Linked DNA regions of Oryza sativa: region 1 is linked to region 2. The links are chromatin contacts, called in public HiCAR-type maps. All regions are on one chromosome and are shown on one strand. The core of a region is the stretch at or near the end of the contact, and the rest is flanking DNA. Distances in the headings are between cores, read along the strand shown.

Region 1 (3,742 bases), core at 1,097-3,596, 150 kb before region 2:
ATGAATTAATTAGGCCCACAAAAATCTCATCACGAGTCCATAAATGAATTTGGTTTTCGGTAACTACATCCAATTATTTCCCATCAACGAATTTAGCCCACTCAATTTAGGCCACTCAATTATCATACTCTCTCCGTTTCACAATGTAAGTCATTCTAACATTTTTCACATTTATAGTGATGTTAATGAAATCTATGTCTATGTCTAGATTCATTAACATCACTATTAATATGAGAAATGCTAGCGTGACTTACATTGTGAAACGGAGGAAGCAACAAATTTAGCCCACTAGTGAATGGCCACTGAATTTACATCAATGATTAGGCCCACTATTAAATTTGGCCTATCTACTACCCCTCGACGATTTTGGCCCACCAATGCATTTAGCCCAGTCCAGCAGATAATTTGGCCCACCAAATTCCCATAAACAAATTCGATCCACGAGCTAATTTGGCCCGTCAACCAGAATAAATTCGGCCTACTCAATTCCCATTAATGAATTCGGCCCACTACATTTTTCACTCGCCTTTTACCTCGTGGATGAATTTGGCCCGTAGTTGAATTCGGCCTAGTTAATTCCGGTCAACGAATTCATCCCACTAATTGATTTGGCCTACCTTATTGCCCGTAAAGTAATACAACCACGAGTAAATTTAGCCCACTTAAAATCCACCAGTGAATTACGCCCACAATTTAACTTGGAATAAGTTCACCGGAGGTCCCTTAACTTAACCGCGAGATTTTTTTAGTCCCTTAACCACAAAACCAGAAATATATACCCCTAAACTTATACAAACCGTGCACTCAACGTCCTATGGCAGTAGATATAGGTGGTTTCGCTGACGTGACATCCTAGTCAGGAAAAAGAAATTAAAAAAATACATGGGTCCCACATGTCAGCTTCACATTCCTTTTCTTCTCTTTTCTTCTCCCCCTCCTCTTTTCTTTCTTCACTCTTCTCTTCATCTTCAGTGAGGCCGGCGCCCGGCCGGCGGGCGGAGCGGCGAAGGGCGGCAGCAGGCGAGCGCAGCGGCGGGCCCGCGCGGCAGCGGAGCGGTGCACTGTGCTGGCGCCGGCGCCGGCTAGGAGGACGACGAACTGTCCCTGCTGCTGCGTTGCAGCGTGCGGCCGGTGGCGGCCCCGCTGCTCCTCCGCATGAAGTCCGGCAAGGGCGCCCACCGCAGCGAGAACATCTTCTGGGAGACCACCATGGAGTCCACCAACTTCCTCGACGACGACAACTCCTCCTCCTGCGCCGGCGGCGGCGACGGTGATTACCACTACCTCGACGCCTGCTTCCTCTGCAAGCGCGACATCACTTCAACCGCCACATCTTCTTGTGTAAGTACGTACCACGATCTTAATTAATTTTCTCTCGTTGAATCTCATGCATATATATTTGCTTGATTGATTCTTCGATTATTCAGTGATTCATTGATTTGATTGCATATGTGTTGTTTGTGCAGGGGGAATGCGGCGTTCTGCAGTGACGACTGCAGGCAGGACCAGATGGACATGGACTCCGCGCTCGCCGCCGTCAAGCGCTGCCACCGCACGCTGCAACGCAGCAGCCGGGACAGGTCGTCGTCCTCCTCGTCGGCGCCGGCGGCGGCACAGTGCACCTTGTCTGGCTAGCTGGCTAGCTACTACCAAGCCGTTCGTTGTACAGTCACAGCGGCGGAGCGGCAATGGGCGGCAGCGGGCCTGCACCTCCTCCGCATGAAGTCCGGCAAGGGCGCCTGCCGCCGTCACGCTCTTCCGCTCGCCCGCCGCCGCCCATCGTTGCTCTGCCCCGCATCCCGGCGCCGCTCCGCTGCCGCGCAGGCCCGCCGCCGTCCATTGCCGGCCTCCCTCACTGAAGAAGAACAGAAGAGAGAAGAGAGAAAATATAAGAGAATGAATGTGCAGCTGACAGGTGGGCCCCACATATTTTTTTAAATTTTTTTTCGCTGACTAGGATGCTATGTCGGCAAAACTGCCGTAGGATCTTGAGTGTACGGTTTATGTGAGTTTAGGGGTATACATTTCTGGTTTTGTGGTTAAGGGACCTAAAAAATCTCACTGTTAAGTTGAGCGACCTCTGGTGAACTTATTCCATTTAACTTAGGCCATGTACAACGAATTCTCACCACGATTGAATTTAGCCCACGTAATTTCCGTAGAAAAATTCAGACCTCGGGCGAATTTGGCCCGTTAAATATCCGTCGACGAATTCAATCCACAACAAAACTCAGCCCAGTTTATTCCACGTGAAAGAATCCGGCCCATAAACATGGAAGCCCATCCGAGCCCACGGCCTACTCACCCACGCGGCTCAAAGCCCACTATCCAGGAAACGCCACGCCGATGCCACCGACATTCCGCCGCGGCGTCCTTGCTCGATCGCTCACTTTCTCCATCGTTGACGGGCTTCTCCTCCTCCTCCTCCTCTCCCCCCTCGTCGCCGCCGTAGCCGGGGGGCGCCGCGGCGAAGCCGCCGATGCGGCCGGGTCCAGCCGCGGACGCCGCCTTCGTCGATCCACGCCGCGCCGTTGGTAGGTACGCCCTGTTTATCTGCCTCTCCTCGCCGCGGGCGCGCGTACGGTTGGGCTGGGGAATGGGGAACGAGCAGCTCACACCCAGGGGCTCCTCGGAAGCAATGCGAGGGTGCCGAATAGACCAAATCTTAGGGCCGATTTGTATCTCTCGTCGCAATGCGTAGAGCGATTCGGTCATCTGAGTTCTAAGGTGGTACGTTTTGGCAGGTTGACTTTTTTTTTTTTTGGCATAAGGGAAATGATAGAACAAAGCATACATTAGATTCGACCATGCCGTAAGCAAAGCATGCATTCCATCATGTAATTTACGAGTTTCTAGGCAGTGTTAAGCCACATCATAAATCAAAAACAAATTGTGAAGATATCGGCTGGTGCTTAGTGTGTATTGGCGGATGAGCTCCGGGCTAATTGCCACTGACTGTGGCGAGGTGCATATATGCTGCTATGGGCTTCGATCTATTGGTTTCAACAGTTGTTAAGTATGCGCGCCACATGAGCTGTTGGATTTCTTGGACGGTGGATAAGTGATGACTGCACGTTCGTGACTTCAAGGGGTGAAGGCAGACGATCCGACTCCATAAGGGAAATGATAGGGTGAATTGGAATTTCACTTTGCGCGCATGTGATATGCGATGTAGTTAGTTCTCTGATAGATTTTTATTTTAAGGATCTCATGAGTCGTTAACCTTCACATGGTAGTAGTATATATAGTTTTGGTCTATGTGGTTATAATTTGACGCTTTTGAGGCTTTTTTTTAGAAAAAGACAAATCTTCCAAAAAAAAATGTCCAACAATGTCTTCTGCTGATTATATAGATTTCAGGAAAGTAGGAAATTTTTCCTTGTATGATACTTCCTCCGTTTCACAATGTAAGACTTTCTAGTATTGTTCACATTCATATAGATGCTAATGAATCTTTATATATAATAATATCTTGATTCATTAGCATCTATATGAATGTGGATAATGCTAGAAAGTGTTACATTGTGAAACGGAGGGAGTAAATACATAGGATGATGTTACATTGTTACTGTTATTTGGTCAAGCTAATTTAGCTTTATTATAGCATTGTTACATTATAAATTCAACTATCTGTTTATACTCTTTATTTTTCTAAAGAGTATGTTACTATTTGTTTATCAGGAAGAACATGCTATGTGTTTGAGCAAAGATTTTCTGAATTAGTCGTCTCCTGCAGCAGGCT
Region 2 (3,707 bases), core at 1,130-3,629:
GATTGCAACTCCTTTGTTTCCTAATGGAATGTACCACAAGATGACTCTTAAAGCAACTCACAGGTTGAAGAGTAGAAAGATCCACTTCCACTTCTTTTGGTGGTGGGCACAACCATAAACCCTTCAAGTGAAGCAAGTAGTCTGAAAATAAGTACAGTTAAGATTAAAGAATGAATCACCCATTCTGTCTCAGTGTGAGTATACATTGTCAGAATCTTAACTCTTAACACCCCTAGCTAAATTTACCTTGAATTTCTGGTGTGAGCCTAAAACTAATGAGATATTCCAGAGAAATATGAGTGCCTAGCTTTGATGGCCAAATCACATAATAGCTTGGATTGGAGCAATTGTCAACACCAGAATCATATATGCTTAGAAACTCATCCTGTGATCCTGGTTTTATAGTTCCCATGTTGCCCAATATTGCTCGGCACAGCAACATGTACTGAACTCCTTTTTCATCAACATCACAGAGACCAACACTATAGAATGATAAAAAGATTTAAAATTATGAGTTGACTAGTATATTATCCACTAGCATAGAATTTAAACAGGCCACTAATGAAAGTTAAGTAAAACAACAACCTGGTAAATGCACGGTTTTCAGGCGAGAGATACACACCAGTACGCATATCAGAACTGTGACTTGTTTGTCCAGTGCTAATAAAACCATTAATCAAAACTCCAACTATGTCTTGCTTCCTAGATCCAAGCCATCCATATCTCACATCAGCATAACCAATTTTCTTTCTCGTCAACCTCATCTGTCTTGCAAAAGACTCAAGTCTACATTGTGCTGTGACATCCTCTGCAGAGTACCGATGAATATGAAGTAAGTTTTTAGGTGATGCAAATGAACCCATGCCAGAGAGGAAAAGGTTCTGAACAAACTGAAAGCTCTCACTGCCTCTTTCAACAGGCACAATCTTCTTGCGTAATATGTCAGGAATACAAGAATTCTGTAAAACTGGAGAGCTAGTTTCAACGACAGCTTGCTTCACCAGTTCATTTGGAGCCTTTGGAACCATCCCCTCAGTTAGACCTTGTCCGCTGCCTTCAGAACCCATGTTTAATTTTCTGGATTCATCAACGCCCTCGTCAAAGAATGCAGAAGGAAAAAACCACTTGCCAGTGCCATCTAGCCATGAAACAGATCTCTGCTTTCTTGTTTTTAGGTTCACCATGGTCATCGACAAGAAATCAACAAGCAGAGGCTGATCATCCATCACAACTACAGCACTAGATTTATCAGCTTTGAATCCCTCAACAAGGGACTCCATTATTTTCTGAGGGAAATCACACCATGCACCTTGTTTGTAAAATGCAATGCGACTTGGCAACCCGCTTTTCAGGTAATTAACACAATCTTTAGCCAGATTAGGTTGAATGCAGCAACTCTGAGAAGGTGAACCGGGTAAGGGCCTGCTCTCCACATTGGAAGATACATTATCCTCTTCGACGCGGCGATACTTGAAGTCTTTCGACAGGCAATCATCAACAAGCTTGCGCTTCAGGCACAAATCGTGGGACTTCTGAAGCGAATCCATGGGATACTGTAGTTCCTAACAGAATATCAAGGAAAATGTTATCCTAATATGATACAACAATTTTTCATTTCTCCCTTCACCATGATCTCATAAACAACACTAGTACTTCGTAACAGAGACCGGATCTCGTATCATCAAATAAGGAATACAGAAACATATCAGAAAATTTTAATCAGCACTAATTAGTAAAATAGAAATAAACTCCGCGATATGGAATACAGTTGAAACAACTTGATACTAAAACTGACATACTTGCAAATACTAACAAGTTGCTTCAAAAATTCTTCTGAAAGGTTCGTTACTTCAAAAACTGCAGTGCCAGTAAAGCGAAGGGAAATTTAGTTGAAAATTTGCAGATACCCATTCCACGCATCACCAGAGTCACAAATCAATCGAAGTTCATAACGAATTTCCTTTTTCCCATCAGACGCCAAACGAAACCATATCCAGAATTAACTGAGAAAACCTAGCAAAGAGAGAGCGAAATCGAAGCGAATCGAGGGGAAAGCGCAAAACGAGATGTCGCGGAGACGCCCTAGTCAACACCCCCCCATCGTCGGAGGCGGCGCATGCGGTAGAATCAGGAGAGACAGAGAGAGGGAGAGAGTCACCTGTCACAGGAGACTGCGGGCACGGCGCACCCTCACCCTCCCTCGCGCCGTCACGCCTCCGCCTCCGCCTCCGCCTCCGCTCCCTCGACGGCCGGCGACCCGGGGCGGGGGGGGGGGGGGGTCCCTTTCTCGGCGGGGCCGGAGGTGGAGGGGAGGGAGGCGGACGACGAGGAGGACGATGGAGTTGGGTCGTTGGCTGCACGCGCGCGACGCGCCGAGGCGAGCCCATCTCGTGTTAGGAAAAAATAAGTATATTTTGCCTCCTCCAACCTCTTACTACTGATTAAATCAACTCCGTCAACCACTTCACCTCTATTTTATTTTATTTTTTAAAAGAAAAGAACAAGGTTACAAATCGACTCATTCACTGCCTCCTCTGTTTCATATTATAATTCGCTTTGAATTTTTTCAGTGAATTATTTCAAGAGTTTGATCAAATTTATAAAAAATATAGCAACATTTATAGTAATAAATTAATTTTATTAAATCTAACATTAAATATGTTAGTGTTATAGATAAAGCATGCCCAATAGTTTTTGTTGGGCTCAATAAGACCACCTTATACCGTCTTATACCGAATCATGCCTCATATATGGAAATTGTTTCCAATAAGAAAAGAGAAGCAGACTTCTACTCGGGCACTATAAGTACTACTCGGATTACTTGTCTTTTTAATTTTGCTTGGAAAAGGGATATCTGAGAGTATTTTTTTTCCACGAACATGGTCAGAGCTTAAGAAGATTGACTAAGAAAAAAAAGTCAAAACGACTTATAATATGAAACAAAGATAGTAGTTTGAAAATCGGTTTCTGCAGATGTGGAAGGTTGATCGTGGTTGACTCGTTCATAGGTGGGACTCACGTGTTAGTGAAACATGCAATTCTCTTTTCCCCAATTTTCTATTTCTCATGTTCAACCAGTCGTTTCGCGCGGCTGCTATGATTATTGTTGCAATTCCGAGAGGCCCATATTTAGGGGTTTTGGGCAGTTGGGCTGTCTACGCCTAGGGATGGTAATGGGCCCAACATTTTGGCCTACAAAATGTGAGGGTTAGGTAAAAAAAGGTTGGGTTAAAATTTAGGGGAGTACCTATACATCTTTCGAAAGATTTTTATGATCGTATCACACAGATTTTTAATCTTTGGATTAAAATCCGATAGATATAATAAAAAGCAAAAAGCAATTAAGAAATACCATAATGGACACTAAATTACCATATCCTCAAGAAAAAGACCAAATCCAATACAAAATTTAAAATTTACATGTGAAGATTCAAAAATTACAGTGTAACTTACAAAAGTTATAGTGTAAGTTTCATAAATTACACTGTAACTTACAAGAAAATGCACTATAAATTTGAGTGAGAAAATCAAGTGAGAGATAAGAAAAAAAATCTTTCGAGTGAGATATAGCAAAATCGAAAATTTAGTAGTGTTTTGTGCTAAAAATATTTAAAGGTTGAGATGGATATGTGAAAAGGCCCATGGGCCTTCGTCTGAAATTCACTGCAATGACAGTGGCTGAAAAGAGTTAGAACTGAAAAATGTGG

Evidence for each region. HiCAR-type assays count read pairs that join an accessible place to other places.
Region 1: a contact with region 2 is called in a HiCAR-type map of leaf, with 2.5 times the contacts expected there. The contact joins the promoter of LOC4340657 here to the promoter of LOC4340647 in region 2. A contact is called at or near these places in 3 of 15 Hi-C or Micro-C datasets (leaf and panicle) and 1 of 4 datasets of contacts at active chromatin or transcription factors (leaf).

Annotation. Positions count from the first base shown.
Region 1 is chr6:8,012,238-8,015,979 of ASM3414082v1, reverse strand. LOC4340657 (BTB/POZ and MATH domain-containing protein 1) reads left to right here and starts at 2,346. Exons shown (of 2, transcript XM_015785596.3): 1 at 2,346-2,534; 2 at 3,682-3,742. It also overlaps the pseudogene LOC136357122.
Region 2 is chr6:7,865,841-7,869,547 of ASM3414082v1, reverse strand. LOC4340647 (inactive poly [ADP-ribose] polymerase RCD1) reads right to left here and starts at 2,379. Exons shown (of 10, transcript XR_010742009.1): 1 at 2,159-2,379; 2 at 586-1,562; 3 at 247-482; 4 at 62-141.